Regions from separate parts of the Mus musculus genome. Here regions 1, 2 and 4 are each linked to region 3. A link is a contact called in public HiChIP or PLAC-seq and promoter capture Hi-C data. All regions are on one chromosome and are shown on one strand. The core of a region is the stretch at or near the end of the contact, and the rest is flanking DNA. Distances in the headings are between cores, read along the strand shown. Region 1 holds the start of Snhg20 (small nucleolar RNA host gene 20). Region 2 overlaps Sap30bp (SAP30 binding protein). Region 3 holds the start of Sphk1 (sphingosine kinase 1). Region 4 has its middle 17 kb from the start of Snhg20.

Region 1 (2,817 bases), core at 122-2,621, 540 kb after region 3:
GCAACGGCACATGTGGCTTCCCACAGTTGTGTTTTTACATCCACAAGACTCATCTCAATAAATAAATAAAATAGCCTTCAAAGGGGGAGTCTGTATTCAGTGGTTGGATTCACATTACAGTGAAACATGCAAAAACCCTTCATTCATCTCAATGAGGTTCGTGTGTCATTTTCTTCATTTACTGAAAATACAGAGTGCACCCTCTCCTTGCCTTTCCCCGCGCCTCTAGCTGACCTGAAGATGATCTTGATTCCAGTTAGAAGGAGCCACAGCTGTAGGGGTAATGGCTGTGTGACACTTTCCCTAGGGAGATGAGACCACCTTGTTTACTAAATGACAGACCAAAGTAACAATGACACCAAATGCCCCTCCCGCCCCCATGAAGTGGCCAGTTTTCTGGGGTTACTCACAGGAGCACGGATAGCCCAAAGACACTCACATTACTAAGAGCCTAGCCCAGCATGAGTGACAGCTCAGGAGAGCTGGAAACTGGAGCTCTCTGCATGATTTGGGGCTAATTCCACAAGTTCGGAGGGTCTCTCCTCATTAAGGAGGGCGGGGCCTTGTGAATCTGGTAAGCTTTAGGAATTTTTTGAGACTTGTCACTTATTTTCCGAGTCTTAGAGTCTTAAGGACTATCCGGATCGCACTTTCTCAAGCTTCCCTCCGGGTGAGATGTTTCGGAGGAAATTACTACATAGCACCGACTTGGCCCTGGCATTATTGATCAATTTTTTTTCGTGGGATTTCCCATTGGCCCCTGGGATACCTTGGGATGATTGAAACCTGGACCTGCATGCAGGACTTGGATGCCACTTTGGAGGTTGGAGGTCTTAGCCCAGAGATGCCACATCACAGATCTAACTAACCCTTTGCTGGACCACGGTGTCATGTTCCTCGGGAGGTCTCTGCTGAAGGCATGATTCTAGATACAGTCCTGCGGCGGTCAGGTCAGAGGTGCGATTTTGGGAAGCCTTTGGATCAAGAGGGTGCTGACGTCAACGGGTATCAGTTGATACCACCTATGGGTTTATACTGTGATGGAAGGTCACACACAGGTTTGCAACAGAACCAGCTGGGTTTCAACTGCCTTTGCCACAACAGGGCTGACTGGGCTCGGGAAAGTCAACTTTTTGGTCTGCACAGGGCTGCGTGATTGATAAAGGGTCAGTGGCTAGGCTAGCTCCTGCCGCCCAAGAGTAGGGAGTCCCTCCCGCTTGCGCCCCTGTAGACGAGGTCCCACCGCCGCGTGGAACTCTGGCCGCTCTAACCGCGTCTAGAACGCGGCCCCTTTAAGGCCGACCTGGATGACCCGAAGGCCAGAGCGACCTTCTAGCGGCCGTCTCGATGGTAAATCTTCAGTTCCGGCCGGAAGTGCATTTGCAGAGCTGGTTCCGCCGGGGAGGAGAACTCGCGTGCTCCGTGCAGAGGGGATGCATCCTGCGCAGCGTGGCTCGGGGGCGCCGTGGAGCCTCCCGAAGGCGATCGTGGGATTCAGAAACCTCTCCCGGGACTCCCATGGGAGGAGGCTGACCCCGGGCCGGCACGCGATCGCGGGATGGGCTGGAGTTGTAGGAAGGCCCTAGGCCCGGGCCGCCATCGGCGGGGCACTGGCTGCTTCTGTGTTGCAGGCGCCGCACGGGTTCGTCCGCTTACACAGAATTGTATTAAATTGTCTTTTTATTTCCCCACCCAGGAAATGAACCACATCCCCCAACGACTAGACGGAAGCACGCACAAGCTCCTTCCTCCCGAGGAGCGTTTCCAGTGACTTGAGCTTGGTTGGCCCAGGTATGTCAATCCTTGGGGGTGGGACGGTGACCTGAGGCCGACGGTCTGGGAAAAGGCTCCTGTGTGGCTGTACCCGCCCGAGGTGGGTGCAGCCCCGTACCAGACAGCCCGACCTTGACCTAAAGTAAAATCCCAGAGGAGGAGGAACCTCTTCCCTGGGGTTAGAATTTGCAGTAACAGGTGTGGACATCCTAGCAGCAGTTTGGTGGTCATGTATGATACTGCAAACAGGAGCCCTGCTGAAGCTGTGGGGACTGAGCACAGTCCTCCAAAAGCAAATATTTGACCATTACTCAAGCCCCTCACTTTAGATAAAAAAGAGAAAAAAGACGTATTCATTATTTTATTTTATTTTAGAGTGTGGATGTTTGCCTGGTGCCCCCAAGGGGTCACAAGAGGGTACCAGATTTCCCAGAAGTGGCATTATAGAGTATTGTCAGCCCCGGTGTGGATGCTGGGAACTGAACCCAGGTCCTTTAAGAGGGCAACAAGTGTTCAGCTTCAATGCTGAGCCATCTCTCCAGCAACTGCACCACCCCGCTCTGAGATAGGGTCTCACTTAGCCCAGGCTGGCCTTTACTCATTAAGTAGCTGAGGGCAGCCTTTGAACTTCTAATCCTCCTTCCTCTGCCTCTGGTAGCCGCCTGGATGACCGGCATCCTCGAGCACACGTGGTTTATGGGATGTACGGATAAAGCTCAAGGCTATATGCATGCTAGGAAGTCTTCTACTCCTGGGTGTCTGTCCCACCCACGTGGAGCTTAAACAAAGATGCATACAGTTGTGACTCCAGACGTCACTGGACAAGACACCAGTACAACCCAAACAAACAGAAATCGTTCCCCAGGACTCACCTGAGCGACCGTGGGCCCCACTAGGTTGTCTCTTCAGTGTGGTTGAAGGACTGGGCGTTTGCATTTTGAGTAGCCACATGGGGCCAGTGGTCACCATTTTGAAGGTCCTGGGTGTGGCATACTTCCGGAAAAACCATGACAAGAGGAATCTGCCATAGTTCAGGCTTGTCAC
Region 2 (2,843 bases), core at 260-2,759, 580 kb before region 3:
TTTTACAAGGGGAACACCTCCACTTTCCTATCCTTCCTAATGGTTCCTGGTGCTCAGGTCCCCTGTGCAGGCGGTGTCTTCCTTCAGTCTCAAGTAAGACTTTATTTATTTATTTACTTACTTACTTATTTTTGGTTTTTCGAGACAGGGTTTCTCTGTGTAGCCCTGGCTGTCCTGGAACTCACTTTGTAGACCAGGCTGGCCTCGAACTCAGAAATCCGTCTGCCTCTGCCTCCCGAGTGCTGGGATTAAAGGCGTGCGCCTCCATGCCTGGCAAGATGTGATCTTGATGGAAGTTCAGCCCTATTTTAACAGTTTCATATAAATGAGGCTTATTGACAACCACTTGGGCTGGGTCATTGTGTTATGAAGGCCTTCCTTGCGTGATAGGATGCTTGACAGAGTTGCAGCCTGCCGATAAGTGTCCCTTTGAGAGCAGAGTTGCCCCAGGCTGAGCGCCTGGTGGATCATTGCTTTCCTGCCTGGCTTTCCCCTTAAGCAGGTTCCTTAGAGGTTGCACGCACACTGCTGAGAATAGGTGTTCCTTTACATTTGTCTGTTTTGACGAAAGGACCTCTCGATGTAGCCGACATAGTCTGTTATTTGCCCTCTCGTGGCGGGCACAGTGCACTGTCACCTGCGTAGGGTGAGTACTCTTCTCTTTGAGGAGTGGGTGGTAAGTCAACTCTTCAACAGGATGGCTTTCAAAGGACTAGCCAACTCACGGGCTTCTCCAGTGCTCTAGCTCCTGACAGCTGCCTGCCCCACGGGCCTGGAACAGTATTGGGTGTAGTCCAGGGGTCTTCAAATCACTCAGGAGCCCCTTCTTACAGCCAGTTAAGTATTCTGCAAGTGTCCTCGGCCCCACTGGGCTTTCTGTCCCTGTTCCCCTGCCGTAGTCTGAGTCCCTGGAACTAGCTACTCTGCTTAGGTTCCCACCTGGTGGCCATGGATACTGCAGATGTTTTCTGACAGAGGCGTTAGCAGGATGTGACTCATGCTGACAACAGGCTTTGTGGATAGTAAATGGAGCTACCCCTAGCATAGCCAAGGCATAGGCACTGTGGCAAGTGTCTGCGGGCACACTGCTGACACTTCCTGAGATGGTTAGGGGCTCTGGCCGCTCTGCAGAGCAGCTGTTCTCTGTACTGGGCACATTCTAGGACTCAGGGAGGAGGCACTCAAGTCTGTCCTCAAGTCTCTGAAGTATACTTTTATTTTGTTGTCCAGCATATGTCACCTTCTTGTCACTTATTTCCCAGGAATACTCTTGTTTCTACCCCAATTTATGAGGCTCCCTCCTCCTCCATACTCTCTGTCACTTATGTCCCAGAGGGTGGGGGGTTGCTACAGTAACCGTGGCACACCCTGTTTTTCTAAAAAGCTTTCCTGGCAAATGGCAAAGGGCATTCTTTGTCTGTGTCACGTGCACATATACCCTCTGTGGCCCAGCGCCTGCCAAGCCTTGGTTTTGTTATGAATGTTCACAAAATGCCCTAGCCAGCTCTTTCCACCCGCTTCCACTCTGGGCTGGCCTCTGCAGACTGAGCTCAGACCTAGACCAACGTCTTACCCCAGGGCTAAGAAAAAGGAAGAAACCAAGATTTGGCTTGACTGCCTGCCAGAGCTGGGTAGTGCCCTGCCTGAGGGCCAGTTGGGAGGTGGCAGAAAGGCATGGTGCAGCGGCAAGTGTGTATCCTATCCCCCTTGTGGGGACTGTTCTCGACTGCAGTTGCATCTCAGGCCACAGCATGACCTTTGATCTGTCGCCCAGCCTGTGCTCTGGGTGTGTCTAGTTAAAACCACTGACATCTACGAAGCCCAGGCTGTACTTATGCTTTAAGACTGCCTCAGGCCTGACCCCTGGCCTCAGTGTGTTCATAGTGTGCACAGGCCCGATCCACAGTAACTGTCCTGGAAGTCATTAGAGTCTCCAGGGTCTTGAAGGCCTTGTCTTACTCAGCACAGGGATGGTAACTATGCAGAGATCAAAGCACCTTATCTGCTAAGAAGAAAACATTAACCCATGCTGGGTGCACAGTGCACACTTGCAATCCCAGCCAATCGAAAGGCTGAAGCAGGAGAGTCCCTTCTAGGCCAGCCTGGGGCCCTAAATGAGGGGTTTCCCCCTACACACACCTAGTTTTTCTTTTTTGTTTGTTTGTTTTTCCCTTTTGTTTTGTTTTAATCTCTTAAGACCTGGAATTATTTTAGAATCATGACCGTAGGGGAGGCTCAGCAGGTAACACATTCTGCTCATAGACAGGACCCATGTCTGGGGGTTACAACCTCTGATAAATGTCACCTCCAAGGGATCTGATGCCTCTCTGGACTCCTAGGGTACCACACACAGACATGCCTATAATTTTTAAAAAGTAAAATCTTAAAAAGAAAAAAAAAAAAACAGCCTTGGACTAGAGACCAGGAAGACCATGCCACCCTCCGCCTTCCCCCAGACCCCCACCATGCCACCCTGCACCTCCCCTAGCCCCACCCCCGCCACCCTGCGCCTCCCCCAGCCCCCCCCCCCCGCCATGCCACCCTGCGCCTCCCCCCAGCCCCCTGCCATGCTACCCTAAGCCTTCCCACAGACCCTCTTCAGCTCTCTAGAGCTGTTCCTAGGACAGGCTTAGAGAAGGGCCTGGCACACAGTAGGTCCCCCTGCTGGGCTAGATGCTATTGGTGGTGGCTTTTTGGTGCTTGCCTTCCTCCTGCCCCACCCTGTGCTGTCTGCCACTGTTTGCACATTGTATGGTTCTTTTCATGAGGAATGTTTCAAAGAGCATGACAGAATCTTACAACAATCAGCCCATTGTCTGTGTGCTCCAGAGCCGACTCTGAGG
Region 3 (2,757 bases), core at 152-2,651:
ACCGGCCCTGAGGCCCAAGTATAAAATGTCCTGCAGGCTGCTTCTGCTCTCTCCCACGGACTGAGTTTCCAGTCAACCTTGCTCCACGCTTGCCCTCAGAGTATGAGAAGTTCCAGCCCCAGGCCTCAAAGAAAAGCGAGACCCTGATCCAGGTCGGCATTTTGAGCGTAAATTTACACACAGCCCGATCTTTCCTTCCCCGTGCCTCAGTTTCTCCTCTTTAGTTGTTAATGACTTGCTTGTCGGGCTTGATAAACACTCCTTCCCAAACCGTGAGAGAGCAGAGGAGGGTGTTTCCTACAGTCTGGGCAGCCAGCCCCCCTCCAAGCTCAAAATCTCGGGGAGAATAGTTTCCTCCCTGAGTCTGCTAGATACCAACGCCAGATCTGGACCCTAGGTCTCTGGTAAGGGGAGGGGGCAGGGTAGACAAGGGAGCGAGTGGCAGAGAGCCTGGCTTCCCCGCAGAGCCCCCTCCTCCCACCGCGACTCGTGTCCCCGCAGCGCGTGACCACGGCACTGCGGCTGCAGAGCTGCAATCCTTCCTTGTCCGCGCTAGATTCCAGGGGTGTAAGGTGGGAAGCCGGGGATGGGGGTAGGTGCAGGACCAGATCTTGGTAGCCACGAGTCGCGGAACCGGGGGTGGGTGATGACGCCCTTGCTCCCTCCAAATCCTCATTTTTTTTTTTTTTTGGTTGGTTGGTTGTTTCCGGGAGTTTCTCCACCCGTGAGCGTGTCGCTGAGTCACCTTCTCGGAAGGCACTCGGGGCGTTCATGATCCGGTCAGGCTGTCCCGCGGCTGTACAGAGCCAAGGCATATATTGCAGTGACGCGTGCGGAACCGCAGGTCCAGCCTGTGCCCCTGGCCCTCCTGGGGACTCCTAAAATACTGAGAAACTCGGTCGGGGAACTCCAGGGTCCTCTGGGAGAGAAGCCACCTTCAAGGCGTGACCTAGTTCACTGCAATCCTTTCTTATCTGGGTTCGTTTTCCTCTTGGACTCGCCTCTTCTGGACTTTAAGAAGCGATGCGAAGATAGAGGTGGGTGGGGTCGCGCGGGGGCCGGTGTGGGCGCGCCAGTTCTCTGTAACCGGAGCTAAACCAATGCAGCTTCCTTGGGAGTTTGGTGTCTGTTTTTGGTGCTTGGTAGGATTTGGGAGCTTCTTTTTCCAAGTCTCCGCTAATAATCTTCCAAAAATTTAACTCCGGTTAGTCACGGACACCCTCAGGTCACTTGCCATGAAATATATCACTTACACAACTATGCGTCTTGTTTATCTCCACCGAAGCGCATACACCGGGGCACGTGTGCATTTTCACCCCGAGATCGCCCGAAGGGGTGGGGAGGTTGGGACCACGCCCCCATGCTAGCCTCTCCAATCCTGATGAGAGCCCCCATTGCCCTGTCCACACTGCTGGGTTCCTCCAGTCGGTGAGGATCGTGGATCCCGATCATCCGCGGCAGGCAGCATCTCAGGCCTTGATAGTGTTCCCTGGGGGGAAAGACTCCACCTTTGGAGGTTGCTGACGAGGTACTCTCATCTCGACTTCGTCCCCAAACCGGTTCAGCTTTCTCCTGAAAGGCGTGCCAGACTGCTTCGGGTTCGGCGTCTGAGTGAGCCAGCGGCTGCATCTGGAAGCTAAAAGTAAAGGCACCGCGGAGGAGCAGGGGAGGAAGAGAAGTTCGCGGGTGGCGGGTGACCCGACCCTGGCCCAGAGTCAGGACAGCACTAGGGTCTGGATGTGGAATTCAGGCTAGGTCTAAGCGACGCCAAAGAGGCGCTGCATCCCTACTGTGAACAGCAGTTTCGAGGTTCAGTAAGCGCAGACCCACGCGTACCCGAAGCCCGCTCGGATGCTGGGCGCCGGCATGTGGGCTGCGCCCTCGCTTTCGCGCTCCGCGGATGCGCTGCTTCAGGCCGGGCTCAGAACCCCACCTCTTGCGGACTTCCTAAGCTGTTCCTCCAGCACCGGGCGCACAATCGTATCCGGGGATCCTGCCCCTCATCTGCGCGTGGCCGAGCCCAGGCTGGCGGCGACTGTGTTCGGGGAGGTGCAGTGAGATCCCGGGCGGGTGGGGGACCAGAGCTGCGCGCAACTCTGGTTCCACCCCGAGAGCACAAGGAACGCGGGGCGTGGCCAGGCCGGCCCAGAGGCTCAGCGCCCTCCCCGGGCCGCCGTGAAATTGAGCAAAAAGTTTGAGACCGGAGGGGGGCGATCCCTTGGAGTCGGTGTCAGCCCAGTGCTTCAGTTGTCCCTCTGTCGCGGGTCTGAGTCGGAGAGGAGCTGCTTTCCGCCACTGGCCGCCCGTGGGACAGATTGGGTAGGGATCCCCTTTCCCCCGCGCGCGCCCTCCCGTAGTTGGCGGTGCCTTCGTGGGTCCGTGAAGGAGACGGCCCCACGCCTGCGCCTCAGTGCACACTCGCGCTCCGGCAGGGCAGACCATAGTTGTGGGTCCGCCCAGCACAGGCAGGCTTTTGCGGGACTTGGGCGCTGTTCTCACGAGTGCGGCACGCACCCCCACCCCCACCCTCTTGGAGACTCGGAGCTTCAGCGGCTTCGTAGTTCAGGCAGGGGACCGGGCGACTGCGCAGGTTGCGATGGGGTTCTTCGTCCCAGAGTACGCGCCTCTCAATGCCAGTTCTGGGAATTGTATGCAGTTGGATTCTCCACCAAGCCCGAAGGGTGAAGAGCCGGCCCGACGAAGAGAGCCACGGGTCACTGACTCATGCGTCGGGTCCGAATCCGGTGTCCCCTGGAA
Region 4 (2,822 bases), core at 91-2,590, 530 kb after region 3:
CAGGGCCAGTCCCCAGACACCTGACATCTCTGCTGGACTCATGGCTCCCCCATGGGGATCTCTGGTGGACTCATGCTTCAGTTTGTTGTGGGGACCTTAGAAGAGGGGTAGACATTGTTTACAGTTCCCCAAGGAAAGAATTCTCACAGGAGAGCTGAGGGCTCCGTAGAGGATTGTAACTATCTCTACCACCTCATCCTTGCTGAGCTAAGCAGGGGAAACTGAGGCAGCCTCCTCCTCCCTCCAGCCCACCAGCTCTTTAGTGGCTGTTTCAGTGTCCTATGGCTATCATAGCTAAGTCTCACAATTGAGATTAAACAATGGATACTGATTTTTCTCAGGATTCTGGAGGCCAGAAGTCCAAAGCTGGGGTCTGGGCAGGGCCTAGTTCTTTTTGAGTCCACTTTCCTTGGCTTGCAGGTAGCTGTCTTCTCCTTGTGTCTCTTCAGATCGTTTTCCCTGTGTGCCTGCGTCTGCACTTCCTCTCTTTCGTGCGCATGTGTAGTCATCTGTGTGCCTCTCTCACTAGTCTGGACTCTCCAAGTTGGGCTAGGCTGCCTGGCAGCAAGCCTGGAGGTCCACGTCCCCCTCCCGTCAGGATTAGAAGTGTGCAGGGCCGCTATCTTTTTTACACAGCTGCCATCTTTTTTACACAGGTTCTGGGGACTGAACTCAGGCCAGCATTTTCCTGACTGAGCCACCCTCCCCAGACCTACGGCCTTCCTGCTAAGAACACCAGTCATGGGATGAGACCCTAAGACATCTTCAGTTGATCACCTCTGTAGAGACTCCGCCCCCAGGGCTGAAGAGGTGATTAAGAGCATGCAGGAGATCTGAGGTCAGTTCCAGCTCATGAGCCCTATACTACAGCTCTAGGGATACCCAGTCCACACACCCACGACGAGTACACACATAATAAAAAAATAAAATAAATCTTATTTTATGCCGGGCGTGGTGGTGCACGCCTTTAATCCCAGCACTCGGGAGGCAGAGGCAGCCGGATTCCTGAGTTCGAGGCCAGCCTGGTCTACAAAGTGAATTCCAGGACAGCCATGGCTACACAGAGAAACCCTGCTTCGAAACCAAAAAAAAAAAAAAAAAAAAAAAATTATTTTATAGCCCCTGTTTCTAAATGAGGTCACACACAGTTCAGGGTCCTAGCAGTCAGGACTCCAACCTATGCATGTTGAGTAGGAGCGGACACATTAGCTTATACCGTTAGTGACATCTTTTCCCTAAAGCCAGAAGGTGCTGTTGGAGCTGCCTCCCTCTGTCACTGCACAAGGCTCTCTGGAACCACCGAACTGGGAGAACGATGCACCCTAGCAGCCAAGTGGCTTGGAAAACGCATTTAGGCTCAAACAAAAGGCACCAATTGAACAAAGCCAGCAAGACACAGCACTAATTAGCAGCCACACTTTGTTTCTCCCCCCATCCAGCTGCCTCTGGAATCAGAAAACAACCATTCGAGTGAAAGCCATGAAATTAAAATGCTTTTTAAAAAAACGGGCTAATGTTCTGCGGGACCGTGTTTCCAAGACAGCCTTTGTTCCGTCTTCCGGGCTTTCTCATCAGCAGAAAACACTGTCTTGGATTGACAGGGGCAGGAGAAGATAAGAAGCCAGCCGCGGCCCTGAACACATCTCTGGCAATTTTCTCTTCTATCTTATCGAAACCTCCAAGACACGTTATTTTCATCTGACGTGTGGTTCCAATTTGAGGAAGAAAGGAACCTTTTATCCCTTCCATCCCCACATCTTTTTTTTTTCCTCCCTCCCTCTCCCAAGTCCCGAGGGAAGCTTTGGGGGATGAACATTCTACCACTTGCCAGGGCTTTGGAATCCCAAACTCCTGCCAACAGTGGTGTGGGGACTGATAATCCTCTTTCAACCTGGAACGTCCAAGGTGTTACTATAGTGCACACCGGTGTGCCGTGTGTGGGACCATCACAGCTTGATGGCAAGCAGGTGCGGAGACTCTGCCACCCACTTTCACCCTTCACTTCCGGGTGGACAGCGGGGGGGGGGGGGGGGGGGTGGCAAGAGCATTTAACCTCTGAGCAGCTGCCCTGTTCTATCTCAGGCTCTGCAGGCCACCTGGCGCTAAGGCTCAGCGGGCAAAGACTTAGTGGGCAAAGATCAATGTCTTTTTCAGGCTGCCTCCGGAGCTGTGATTAAAAAGCCCTTTCAAGGTGACGATTGATAGCCCTAAGGCTAGACTGTCCTGCCCCTACTGGAGGACCTCTGGCAGGCAATCAGACATATGACAGTGGTTCTCAGGGACAGTCTAAACCACTGGGACAGCAGAGGTCCCCCAGGCTATTTGGGCAAAGAAGAGGAAAGTTTTTTGGGTGACACAGCATATACCTTGGGGGGAACAGTGACTGTGTCTTGCTATCATTCTGTTTTCTTTTGTTTTTTTTGGTTTTTTTTTTTTTTTTTTTTTTTTTTTTTTTTTTTTTGAGACAGGGTTTCTCTGTATAGCCCAGGCTATCCTGGAACTCACTTTGTAGACCAGGCTGGCCTCAAACTCAGAAATCCGCCTGCCTCTGCCTCCCGAGTGCTGGGATTAAAGGCGTGCGCCACCACGCCCGGTTTATCATCCTGTTTTTATTCAGGTGTCACTGGTGCTAATTATCAGAAGGGGTTAAAAGCTGGAGAGTTGCCTCAGTGGTTAGAGCACTTACTGATCTTAGCCTGGTTCAATTCCCAGCTCCCACATGGTAGGTCACAACCTTCTTTAACTCCAGTTCCAAGGGACCTGACCCCATTTTCTGACCTCAGGTACTAAGCACACACGTGGTCCACAAACATAGGCAGACA

The links. Promoter capture Hi-C pulls out the DNA fragments that hold promoters and counts their contacts. HiChIP or PLAC-seq counts read pairs in DNA pulled down with a chosen protein or histone mark.
Region 1: a contact with region 3 is called in an HNF4G HiChIP or PLAC-seq map of pancreatic cancer cells. The contact joins the promoter of Snhg20 here to the promoter of Sphk1 in region 3. A contact is called at or near these places in 5 of 39 promoter capture datasets (cranial neural crest, embryonic stem cells, hippocampal neurons and 2 more), 1 of 115 datasets of contacts at active chromatin or transcription factors (pancreatic cancer cells) and 1 of 9 other capture datasets (liver).
Region 2: an HNF4G HiChIP or PLAC-seq map of pancreatic cancer cells shows a contact between it and region 3. The contact joins the enhancer-like site here to the promoter of Sphk1 in region 3. A contact is called at or near these places in 4 of 39 promoter capture datasets (the C10 cell line, HPC-7-derived erythroid cells, liver and 1 more), 2 of 115 datasets of contacts at active chromatin or transcription factors (embryonic stem cells and pancreatic cancer cells) and 2 of 9 other capture datasets (liver and pancreatic islet).
Region 4: a contact with region 3 is called in a promoter capture Hi-C map of hippocampal neurons, with 4 times the contacts expected there. The contact joins the enhancer-like site here to the promoter of Sphk1 in region 3. A contact is called at or near these places in 8 of 39 promoter capture datasets (the HPC-7 cell line, embryonic stem cells, hippocampal neurons and 3 more) and 1 of 484 Hi-C or Micro-C datasets (liver).

Annotation. Positions count from the first base shown.
Region 1 is chr11:117,075,412-117,078,228 of GRCm38.p6, forward strand. Snhg20 (small nucleolar RNA host gene 20) reads left to right here and starts at 1,372. Exons shown (of 2, transcript NR_027059.1): 1 at 1,372-1,791. Mir6516 (microRNA 6516) reads left to right here and starts at 1,937; the gene lies at 1,937-2,046.
Region 2 is chr11:115,953,877-115,956,719 of GRCm38.p6, forward strand. All of the region lies in intron 4 of Sap30bp (SAP30 binding protein), which reads left to right. Among named protein-coding and RNA genes, the nearest start is that of Gm39474, 12 kb to the left of the region's middle. Within about 2 kb of position 1,510, at least 176 of the 459 cell types and tissues checked have an H3K27ac peak or open chromatin away from gene starts, as enhancers often do. A contact at or near this core is called in embryonic stem cells and pancreatic cancer cells, where this site is marked.
Region 3 is chr11:116,531,050-116,533,806 of GRCm38.p6, forward strand. It overlaps Sphk1 (sphingosine kinase 1), which reads left to right and starts at 1,402. Exons shown (of 6, transcript NM_025367.7): 1 at 1,402-2,319.
Region 4 is chr11:117,058,766-117,061,587 of GRCm38.p6, forward strand. No RefSeq gene overlaps it. Among named protein-coding and RNA genes, the nearest start is that of Snhg20, 17 kb to the right of the region's middle. Within about 2 kb of position 1,341, at least 48 of the 459 cell types and tissues checked have an H3K27ac peak or open chromatin away from gene starts, as enhancers often do. A contact at or near this core is called in hippocampal neurons, where this site is marked.